Regions from separate parts of the Sus scrofa genome. Here region 2 is linked to region 1. Evidence: chromatin contacts called from public HiChIP or PLAC-seq data. All regions are on one chromosome and are shown on one strand. Each heading gives the region's core, a stretch centred on a gene start, on an enhancer-like site or on the middle of the called end of the contact. The rest is flanking DNA. Distances are from core to core; before and after follow the strand shown. Region 1 overlaps ST7 (suppression of tumorigenicity 7). Region 2 overlaps CAPZA2 (capping actin protein of muscle Z-line alpha subunit 2).

Evidence for each region. HiChIP or PLAC-seq counts read pairs in DNA pulled down with a chosen protein or histone mark.
Region 2: an H3K27ac HiChIP or PLAC-seq map of alveolar macrophages shows a contact between it and region 1. The contact joins two enhancer-like sites.

Annotation. Positions count from the first base shown.
Region 1 is chr18:29,257,102-29,263,060 of Sscrofa11.1, reverse strand. The region is part of intron 1 of ST7 (suppression of tumorigenicity 7); the gene reads left to right. Among named protein-coding and RNA genes, the nearest start is that of ST7, 25 kb to the left of the region's middle. Within about 2 kb of position 1,975, at least 8 of the 83 cell types and tissues checked have an H3K27ac peak or open chromatin away from gene starts, as enhancers often do. A contact at or near this core is called in alveolar macrophages, where this site is marked.
Region 2 is chr18:29,348,016-29,353,617 of Sscrofa11.1, reverse strand. All of the region lies in intron 1 of CAPZA2 (capping actin protein of muscle Z-line alpha subunit 2), which reads left to right. Among named protein-coding and RNA genes, the nearest start is that of CAPZA2, 14 kb to the left of the region's middle. Within about 2 kb of position 2,972, at least 4 of the 83 cell types and tissues checked have an H3K27ac peak or open chromatin away from gene starts, as enhancers often do. A contact at or near this core is called in alveolar macrophages, where this site is marked.

The DNA.
Region 1 (5,959 bases), core at 726-3,225:
TCTTCCTCTCACCATTCAGCTCTTATACCGCATTTGGGGCACTCTCTATTATTCTACCCTCTTTATTCAGCTTGGGCTCTGACAGTCCAAGCAGAGATGCTCCTATGCTTGGATGTTCTCCTCACCCTGCTCTGGCCCCTCTCCCCCCACTGTGTGTCACCACCCCAGCATAGAGGCCTACCCTCCTTATGCATTTAGAATGGAATTACTTAGGAAGAAAAAGAAGAGGTGGACCCACCCTTACAGTTGTTCACTCCTCTTCTTCCTACCTTAAAAAAATCCAAATAATCTGTTAGTTACAGCAGATCTGGAATTTCAATAGACCTGGCTCCATAGTCTTGTCCTCTGTCATTAAGCTATGCCATCAACTATTTGTATATCCTTCAGTTCTCAAAATGCACTTGATCTAAATCTGTGATGATCTAAGGCCCTGGAGTGTTGAACCTTGTTGCAAAGGATATGTCTGCTGGAAAGCAGAAGTTTGAGTTCAAGCCTCAGTTTGCACATGTTCAGGTGAGAGAGAGAATGGGAATGGTGGGAGGGGAAGGAGAGAGGAAAGGAGAGGGGAAGAAAGAAAGAGAAGAAAAAAATGAAAGTTATAGTGAATAGTGTTTAAAGGCTTCTGCTATGAAGGGGCCAATTTTTAAGCAATTAAAAAAATTCTGATTCACAGTATCCAAGACATGGAAGCAACATAAATGCCCATCAGCAGATGAATGGATTAAGTAGATGTGGTACATATATACAATAGAATACTACTCAGCCATAAAAAAGAATGAAATAATGCCCCGTTTGCAGCAACATGGATACAACTACAGATTATCATACTAGGTGAAATAAGTCAGAAAGAGAAAAACAAATACCATATGATATTACTTATATGTGGAATCTAAACTATGGCACAAATGAACCTATTTACAAAACAGAAACAGACTCACAGACACAGAGAACAGACCTGTGGTTGACAAGGGGGAGGGAGATGGGAGTGGGATGGACTGGGAGTTAGGGGATAGTGGATGGAAACTATTACATTTGGAATGGGTAAGCAATGAGGTCCTGCTGTATAGCACAGGGAACTATATCCAATCACCTGTGACAGACCATGATGGAATATAATATAAGAAGGAGAATTGTATATACTTATGACTGGGTCACTTTGCTATACAGCAGAAATTGGTACAATGTTATAAATCAACTATACTTTAATAAAAAATTTTTTTGAAGAAACTCCTCCTTTTGCCCCAAACCAGGTTATGGATTAAGAAGCCACTCCCAGTGTACTGAAAAGACCTACTTGTCTGTCATCTTCTCTTCTAGACTGGAAGTTATTCAAGTGCAGAACTGTAGGGTTTGTGAGAACAGGTCATGTCTCTTGGGACATCTTTGTGTCCCCAGCCCCAGCGCTATGCTCATCTGCATAGGAGGCACTCTGTTAATGTTAGTTTGTAACACTGGTTTCCACTTAGGCCTGACACCAAAGCCCATGAACCGTCTACTACACTTTCCTGTGTTTAGGTTAAGACGATCTTTATCCCCTTTTCGCTAGAGTCTGATTAATCTCAAAAGTCTGAGGGAGTATCTGTCACCCAATAGCACATCTGTCTTTTCTATGTTGGAGTCAGTTATATGTGACTAAGTGAGTTTGTATACGTTTCGTCTGTTGTATTTCTTCATATTCCTCCTAAGGACCCAGTTAGATGAGCAATAGATAAACTAAACTAAGTGAGTTTGTATACGTTGTGTCTCTTGTATTACTTCATATTCCTCCTAAGGACCCAGTTAGATGAGCAACAGATAGAGAGGTGACTTCATCACTTATGCTTGTATGACTTAAAGATAAATTACTTAATACCTGAAGTTCTGTTTCCTCATTTGCACAGGAGAGACTTTAATAACTTCCTTAGTGGGCTGTTGTGGGGATTAAATGAGATGTAGCATATGTAAATATGGCCAACACATCGAAGAGTGGGTGCTCAGTTCATTTCCTTTACTTTCAGTTTCAGAGGGTCATTCAAGGATGTTAAAGCAGGTGCACCCAGACTGTTCCAATGACCATTTAGTCTTCTTAAAACTGGTATTACCCTTGACTTAGTAGCTACATAGTTATTAAACATTTTGGCAAAATTGAATCCTAAACAACAAATGCCCATGATTTAGATTTTGGTAGTAATTTAATTTAGACCTGCTGTTGGTGATAACTCTTTATCTGGAGTAATTTTTTTTTGCCACTAGGTGGTGCTTGTCTATGCATTTGTTGAGGCTTTTGTATATAAAGTTATTTTATTTGGGGGGAACACATCTTGTTACCTTTGACACTTGTATATATGGTATTGATACTCATGTTCAACCTCTTAATTAGGTATTTTAAGGTTAAACTGAGGTTGGGGCAAAAATTATTATGAATTTAAACATTCTTTTAGATCATTCTGTTTATCTGTGTAGTACCCAAATTTAAACATAAGGCATTTATTTTAAAAATAATGAGATGAGAGGAATTATGTGAGTAAATATGTTATTATCATTTTTGAGATGTATTTAAAATTTGGCCTGAGCTAATTCATGAATTAGTTAGAAATATCAAGATAATAAGCACTTTATAGGACTGTGCATAATTCTCTCTTGATTTTTCAATATGATTAGAAAGACAGTTCATGCCTAGATATATTGGTAGCAGATAATTTACATCATATTTAGCTCAGAGTGCATGTTATTTGAAGTATGGTGATTGTTTTAATAAAATGTGAAGCATTTTCTGTATTACTTTCTGATCAAATTCAACAAAAATTCATTTAGCCTGCCTCACATGGAGATCCAAAAATGAGGAGACCCATAGTCCCTTCCTTTCATAAAGTCATAAATAATTAATTATGTTTGGTTGAGGTTAGCTCATGTATAGACATTGTGTGGGATCAGAGGAAAGGATTATCAGAATTTGTAGCACAGGACTTTTTAAAATGAGCTGCAGGGACATTCATGTTAGAGATTTCCTACTCATTGTGTTTTTCATGAATAGCTGGACATAACCATTTTGGAAAAAAATACATTGGTGAAAGATAATTTTAATTTTTAGAATTTCTCAGGTAACAGAGAATGGTTCTGGGCATGTGCGATTAGAATATGTTATAATTAAGGGTGGACTAACTTTGTTTTTTCATCTTAACTATAAGTAGAAAGGAGTGGAGAGGATAGGACTTGGTGGCAAGTTGGGATTTGGTGGTCGAAAAGCAGAATCAGTGAGCTGAGAGTTGGTGGTTATACCCAGCAAGGGGTTTTATTTACAAGCCACAGAAATTGATCTTGACAAATTTAAGGGAAAGTGAAAATGTTTCGAATCTAATGAAAAGCTGAAGAATTAGATTTTAAGAAGAACAAAATATAGAGCATCACCAGGGATTTAGGTAGCAGGAACTAATGGGTAGTTGTCTCAGGTGCTACTATCAGAATGAGTGAATTTCAGCTACTTTAGTCTGTCCCTCCCTCCCTTCCTTCCTTCCTTCCTCACTGTCAAATATCAGATTCTCTCCCTAGTTTTGGATGTGTTAAGTTGGAGATATTCAGACATTCAAATGGAGATGTCAGTAGGTAAATGTGTATTTGAATCTGAACAAAGGGAGAAAGAGATTTCAGATAGTATTTAAAGCCATGAGACTAGATAAGATTATTGAGAGAGTGAATATAGAGAAGAGGAAAAGCTCTAGATTGCACTCTGGGGCTTTCCAGTTCTAAGAGGTTGGAAAAATGAGAAACGAGCAGAGGAGACCAAGAAGTATATTTAAGAGTTTCTCTTGCCACTGGGCCTTTTTACTGAGAATTTGTGTGTATGTTTTCATCCTCTGAGCCCCTTTAAATGGTCTACATTCTCTAATCTTCAACCTCCTAGCCACCAATCCTTTATATTACTCCTTTCAAGTCCTTGGCAGATTTTGGTATTTTTCATCCTTAGGCATCTAACTGGGTTCCAGGGAAGACCCCATGAAACTAGGATGTGGTTGAGGGACAGGAGGCCATGGCCAAGAGTGCATCACTGGGTGTGTACATCTTCCTCCAGGCCTTTGGGCTTGCCCTAGGATTACTGGCTTGGCTGCTCAAGGCTATAGCAAGAAAACTGCTCCAACTCGGATTTTCTAAGCCCAGTCCCATATTCTTGTTATTGAAAACTGGCCCCTGCTCTGGTTCTTGACTCTACACCACCCCCTTGAACTTCATACATGTTATTTCCCATAAGATTGCTCTTGGCAGTCAGTTCTGCAGATTCCTTACTGTTCTTACCACTTGCTCGGACAGACCTCACAGGAAGCCTATCACCCCGGGACTTCTTTTGTTCCCACATCTGGAGTCGTTTTCTCTCTGGAGTGGGAATCACCCACCATGACCACACTCCTCTTATTTTTCAAAAACTCCGTAGCTAGTCCTGTTATTATACATTATTTCCCCCTTTGCTGGCTTAGGGGTATTGGCTGTTTAGCTCCTGTTTTGACCTTAAAAATCCAAAGAGCTTGAGACATTTTTATAATTCAGTAAAATGACTCATAAGTATTTTCCTGTATCAGTTCATATCCCAATTTCATTAGTTACTTTGATGAATCCTAGAGTGTTTATTTGCATATATTTAAAGTGATATTGACCGGCCTCAGTGAAGTAGGCAGCACATCAAAGTGATATTGATGGGAAATTAGGTTGCAAACTTGCCTGCTTTATAAAATTGAATATTTATTGATATTTAAAAAAATGACATTGAAGGATATTTTTTTCTTCAACTTCCTTCCATTAAATGGGTTCATTTGAGGCCAATTTTTTAGCTATTAACTATAATTATTTTTTTACTGTGTTTTTCTGAATCTTTTAACATACTTCTATGTGCAGATTTCACAGTTAAATTTACAGTAAATTTTATTATAAAGCAAGTTGATTCTTCTGGACAAATGCATTATTCTAATAATATGATAGAGGGCAGGCTTTAAAAGATGAGAATTGTCTGTTGTCTTATATTGATTATTTTAAGTATTTTTGATATACTTTATAGATCACGATTTATTCTTCCCATACACTATTAGAATACAATGAGCACTTTAATCATTCTCAATTATTTCAATAGCTATGGTCACAGAGATTTCCAAACCCAAGAACTTAGGAAATCTATTTTTATTGTCTCTGTTTCTTCCATATACTCCTTTAAAAAAAGTACTTTTGTTGCTTTTGCCACTGTCCATTCTGTTAGAATTTTTCTTCATATATTTGGAGATCCTTGGCTGATGGAAAACTATGTATGCGTGTGTGTGTGTATGTGTGTGTGGTGTTTTCAAGGGTATGGAGAGGCTGGTGATTGTTTAACTTTTGACTTCACTGTAGAATAAGTGAAAATGTGTAATTTTTCCTTCAACCCTCTTTTTTCTCCAGTTTGGACAAGTTTCTAGTTTAATAAACTCATCCCTTTGACTTTTGTTTGTCATACTAGCTGTGTCTATGCTGAAGAACCCCCTTTTTCTAAGGATTTAGTCTTGTTTTGTTCAGTTGTGGGGATACGTGGGAAAGCAACTTTTAAAATAATTACAATGATCGATGTTATAATTACACAAAATAAGAAAGGAAAGTATAAAATTGATGAATAAGTTTCTCTATGTTATATAAACTGCAGTTAATAAACATAGGTTGAACTATCTGTTCTAGGCACTGTCCCCTAGAAAGCTGCATGTGGCTCACATCCTCACTTTTTGAGCTTTCTAGTCAAATGTTACCTTCTCAGTTCAGGCTTCCTTGACCCTTGAAAATGGTAAATCCCTTCCCATACCTCCATTCTACTTTCTGCCTCTATGAATTTGACTACTTGAGGAACCTAATATGAAATAAATTATAAAGCATTTATATCTGGTGCAGCACCAGATCCTTAACTCATGGAGTCACCAGGTTACTCCTATGCCACACGTGCGCGCGCACATGCGCACACACACACACACACACA
Region 2 (5,602 bases), core at 1,723-4,222, 90 kb before region 1:
GTTTAAATAATAATAGAGTTTAAGAAAGCATTTTTTTCCATCCTTATTTTACTTTTAACTCTCAAAAAGGCATAGGCAATTTTTAGGGAATTATGGGAAACAATGTCAGATAATTCTTGCAGTTGAAGTAGAAAAATTCATGATAGCTCTTTTTAACTTTACTGCTGGTGCCTAAGTCGGTGACCTTTTTTAGTATTGCATTCTTTGAGAATCAGATGAAACCTATGATTCTTCAGAAGATCAAATGCCTCAAATTTTGCATATACAATCTCTTATAGGGAATTGGGTACAATATCTGGCAGTCCATCAGAAGCACTTGGGCGAGATTTTCAAAAATACAGAGGTTTTAATCCTGTAGAGATTGGTTCAGTAGATCTGGAATGAAACATAGGAATTTGTATTTTTTTCAAAAGCTTTCCTAGCAAATTAACTAGACCAGATTTGGGAAATCTCTACCCTAGTGTCTCCTGCCTTGGTCAAAGAGGAGATAACTATGTCGGAAAATGTCCAATATATGGAAAATAGAAGGGTTGTCAGCACAGTTGTTTGTTTGTTTTGCTTTTTGAGGCTGCACTTGGGGTATATGGAGGTTCCCAGACTAGGGGTTGAATTGGAGCCACAGCTGCTGGCCTATACCACAGCCACAGCAATGCCAGATCCGAGCTGCTTCTGCTCAGACCAGCTCACGGCAAGGCCAGATCCTTAACCCACTGAGTGAGGCCAGGGATCGAACCTGCAACCTCACAATTCCTAGTTCAGATTCATTTCCATTGCACCACAGTGGGAACTCCTATTAGCAGAGTTTTCAGATAAAATATAGGATGCCTGGTTAAATTGAATTTAAGATAAGCAACGACTAGTTTTTTGTATAAATATTTCCCATGCATTATATTTTTGAGCTACTGTGGAGTACAAGGCTATTTGCCTCTAAATTTAATGGTTCCATGCAGCTATTTTTTGTGATGTGTAAGTGCTTTCGTGATATGCATCATCTGCTTTTTATACTTTCACCTCTTTTTTTTCAGTTGCCCAAAGCGTTTTAAAATTTTTAAAACTTTTTTGTCAGCTTACTATATATACACTTTGGTGCATGACTGCATTTCTTTCTGAAGAATTAATGTTTCCTACAGACAGAATCTCCTGGATTTTCCCTTAGTATTTATAAAAATTTTTGCCAATTTACAGTGCCCAGCAAAAGCATCAGAAAAATCTGGAGAATTCATAGGCACAGGTAATTGAAGTAACATTAATTTTGCCTACAGCTTCTATAAATTATGCTGGCAATTGATTGACAACCTCTGATAAACCTCTCCACCTTGTGCTTTCCTGTGCTAGCTGGTGATCATAAAGTTGAAGTAGCACTGCCAGATGCTCACTTCTTCCAGTAATAGACACATCTTAAGGAGGCAGTGTGGGCCAAGAGAATTTTGTTACTTTTATCTGTGGCATTTCACCACAAAGCTTGGCTTTACTTGAGAAAGATGCTTTCCATACGCTAATGCAAAGACTGTCAGAATCAAGAACTGCAAGGCAGAAAGCTGCACGTGGAGTTTATTTGCATTCAGCTCTCCCTTTGTTCTTCTCTGAGAAATTTTTCAGTCTTATTCAGCCGTGTAGGTATAAAATTGTAAGTTTCCAGATCTGTGGTCCAGGTAGCATAGGATGGTAAAAACACTTGTTATATTATACTGTCCTGAGGGATCACCTAAGACCAAAAACAGTAAGTGAGTACTTTACTGATACTTGTCTGGATCATCACTCTCTGCCATAATGATACCAAAGATTTTGATCACAACTTCTTGTACCAGATGTGTTTATCTTCCATCTCTATCTGTTGCAGTACTGAAAAAACCAAGGAATTGGGAACTTCTTTAGAAAAGTGAGGCACTGGATTTAGCCACAAGTAGTTGTCTTTCTAGGTATTGTGACTAATCTCTTCCCATCACTGTGGTAGTTTGACTTCTGTACATGTTGGTCCAACATGATGTGCAAATGCCACATAATTCATCACTATTATTTGCTTTTCTCATCACCAAATTGAAAAATGTGTAGAGAAACGGATTTCTATCTGTAGGCTCAGGCTATAGAGTGCTTTAGATAATATGAGGGGGCGTCAACTGCTCTTTCTTGCCTGTAGCACAGAAGGAATCATTTGTGGCAGGTAGCATTAACATACTATTTTTGGGAGTTCCTGTCATGGCACAGCAGAAATGAATCTGACTAGGAAACATGAGGTTTCAGGTTCGATCCCTGGCCTCACTCAGTGGGTTAAGGATCTGGCGTTGCTGTAAGCTGTGGTATGGGTCACAGACAAGGCTCAGATCCTGCGTCGCTGTGGCATGCAGCTGTAGCTCCGATTGGCCCCTAGCCTGTGAACCTCCATATGCTGCGGGTGCGGCCCTAAAAAGCAAAAAACAAAAAATACTATTTTTATCACTGTCTGCAATTTGAGATACCTCTGATCCTAGGTGACTATCTCCTGATGTTCACAAAAAGAAAGTAATGTCTGGTAGAAAGCAGGAGACAATTTCTATAAGATTTATCAAAACGAACTGTATTTTTACTCAAAGGAAAAGATAGCATTCATCCTTTCCTAGGGAAGGTATTTGGGAAGTTCTCTTTAAGAATATTGGAATCAATTGTATCTGATATTGAAAGATGAGTATCCCTGCCTTTCCCTTGTTTGAACGATTTAGTGGTTTACAACCGAATTCTGTCCCCTTTCTTCAGGTATTTGTGGGGATTCTGATCCAAAGTAGTTTGAGCAGTCGCAAACTGCCGGAGTGGCACATAGTTCAATTTGAGGAAGTCCTCGCTTTCAGATCTTCTAATTTCTCCATCAAAGACCTTTCTCACTATTTAATAAATTCACTTCATCTTCTAATTTGTGAACTAGCAAGGAGTTCTTTATAGGCCATGGAGTAAAGAATGGAGGAAGTTTGCTTAAAATTGTGGAAGAGCCTGTAATTCATCTTCCACTCCACAGGCCACATACATAAGATTTTTCCAAGTTACTTAACTCAGTAGAGTTGCAGTAAGTCTGGAGGTTTTAAAATGTTTAATTGATGTCATCCAGTGATTCAAAATCCTGATCTTTATTTTCATCTGAAAAGTTTTTTGATGTAAACTGTAGTTATTCTTAAATAAAATTCATTTCCTAAGAATTTCAGGGCCCTCTTTTCAAGAGATTTTATTTGTAAATTTTTGTTGTTGTTGTTCCTATAAAAGAACTTTGTTTTCTGCAGTCTTTGTCAGATTGGCTCAAATCCTTCCCTTTTTTTTTTTTAATGTTGTAAATATAACTGTCCAACTTTCCTCTCCTCCCTTTAAGTCCATGGAGGATAGGAAGCTAAATAAGCACACTTATAAATTTATGTCTAAAATAAAAATAGAAAAGATCTATGAAGAATCTCTCTTATGTCCTTCTAATGTTGGGACTATATATCAGCTTATTTGCTTGCTTAAAATATATATTAAATAATTGAGTCCCTTGCTTCCTGGTCCCCAATTATATCTTAAATTTGAGCTTCCCAGATAAATGAGATCTTGTTTTATATGCCTCCTCTTCACTCTGTTGTTGAGAAAGGGATTCCTGCCATAGGGTTTTAAGGATGGCTGAACAAAACACATGCCGTTGGAGAGATGCAATGAAAACAGCCTATCAGTCACAACAGCCCAGGAGATGAGCACACAGTAGAGGGCCACATGGGGGTTGCTTTCAGGAACAGAGTGAACAAGCAGAGGCCATGGGAGGTAATCTTTGTAATATCAAGAGGGTAGATGAGCCCTGGTTCCAGCGTGAGGATGTCTTTGGCTAGTCTACATAATCCTGCAGGCTGGCAGGGAACTGAAGCCTACTACTCAGGGATAGGAAGGAACTATGCCTTTTCTCTCTGATAAAGAGGGTTGTCTGCTGGGACCTTATCTGCAGGAGCAGATTGAGGATTGGTACTTGCAGTTAGGCCATTCGAGGTCCTCCTGTTTTTCCCCAGATGTCAAGGCACACATAATACTGGGCTTAATTTTAGGCCTTATACTACATTTCTCAGCAGTAGTTCTAACCCTTTATCAAAAGTATATGCTGATGATTACTGTACCAAAAAGTACATAAGTTTTTAATAGCATAATTTGATCTTTTATGTTTTCTTTTCCATGTGAGTTTTCGATAATTTGCAAAATTTAAAACATATTCTGCTGCTCTGTATGATTTAATCACAGTAGATAAAACGCGGCCAGAATATATATGCAGTGACATGTAGACATGAAAGACAAGAGTTCTTGTTTGAAAGACTGAATGGAGTGGTGAGGCTCCAGTACTGTGTATATGTGGAATGATAAAAAGAGTGGGTAGGTTGTAGGAGTTAGAAAGTAATGGCAAGAGTAAAAAGGTAGTAGCTATTATTTGATTGCTTACTTTGTGCCAGGCACTTTTCTCTTTTTACTGCTGCACCTGGGGCATATGGAGGTTTCCAGGCTAAGGATTGAATAGGAGCTTATGCCACAGCCGCAGCAACAAGAGATCTGAGTGGCATCTGCTCCCTACGCAGCAGTAGGGATGCAACAATGCTGGATCCTTAGCCCACTGAGTGAGGCCAGGGATTGAACCCACATCCTCATGGATACCAGTTGTGTTCTTGCTCACTGAGCCACAACAGGAACTCCCCAAGCACTTTTCTAAATGTATTATCTCATTTACTGCAAGTGAGGAAGCTGAATTTAATTTGCTTATGGTCATATAGGTAGGAGGCAGTACAGATGTAGTCTAAGTACATATAGTCTTATTTAGGGTTTATGCTGTTAACAGTACATTTTATAACCTTCAGATATGGAAAACATTATATGTCATGCCAAGGACTTTGAACTTTTTGGCAGTGGGGAACCATTAGATGATTTTAAGCAGGAAAAAAAAAAACATAATCCGAATTTTTATTGAAAAATATTAATCTGGTGACAGAGTGGAAAATGACTTTTGAAAAAATGTGGGACCAGAGTCAGGGCAGTTATTGTAACATTCCAGAAACAAAATGACTGGGTCTGAATGAAATGGAATCAAAGAAAAGGGGATTGCATTTGAGCAAGAGAGACAGACACTCGACTAGGATAAAGGGAAAGATGTGGAATGGTGTCTAGGTGGTGCCAGTAACTGTATGAAGAACAGAGGGAGTAGGCTTGGGTGAGACATGCTTCTGAGGTATCTTTGAGGCATTTAATGGGGGTTTCTAATAAATAAATAATATTTTAGAAAAATCCTTCTTGGTCTCGAGAGAGGTTTTGAAAGGTGTATAGATTTGAAAGCTGTTGTTATTTGGTGATAGCAGTAGAAGTAGCTGAGATTACTTTCTTCTTTTTTAATGGCTGCATCCACAGCATATGAAAGTTCCCAGGCCAGGGATTGAATCCAAGCTGCAGCGGTGGCAACACTGGATCCTTTAACCCACTGCACCAGGTTGGGGATCGAACCCCAGCCTCCACAATGGCCCAAGCAGTTGCAGTCGGATTCTTAACCTCCTATACCACAGTGGGAACTCCTACCTAGAGATTTTGTTTGTTTGTTTCCAACCTATCTTCCAAACCATCATAGAAAAATTATGTTGAATTGGGA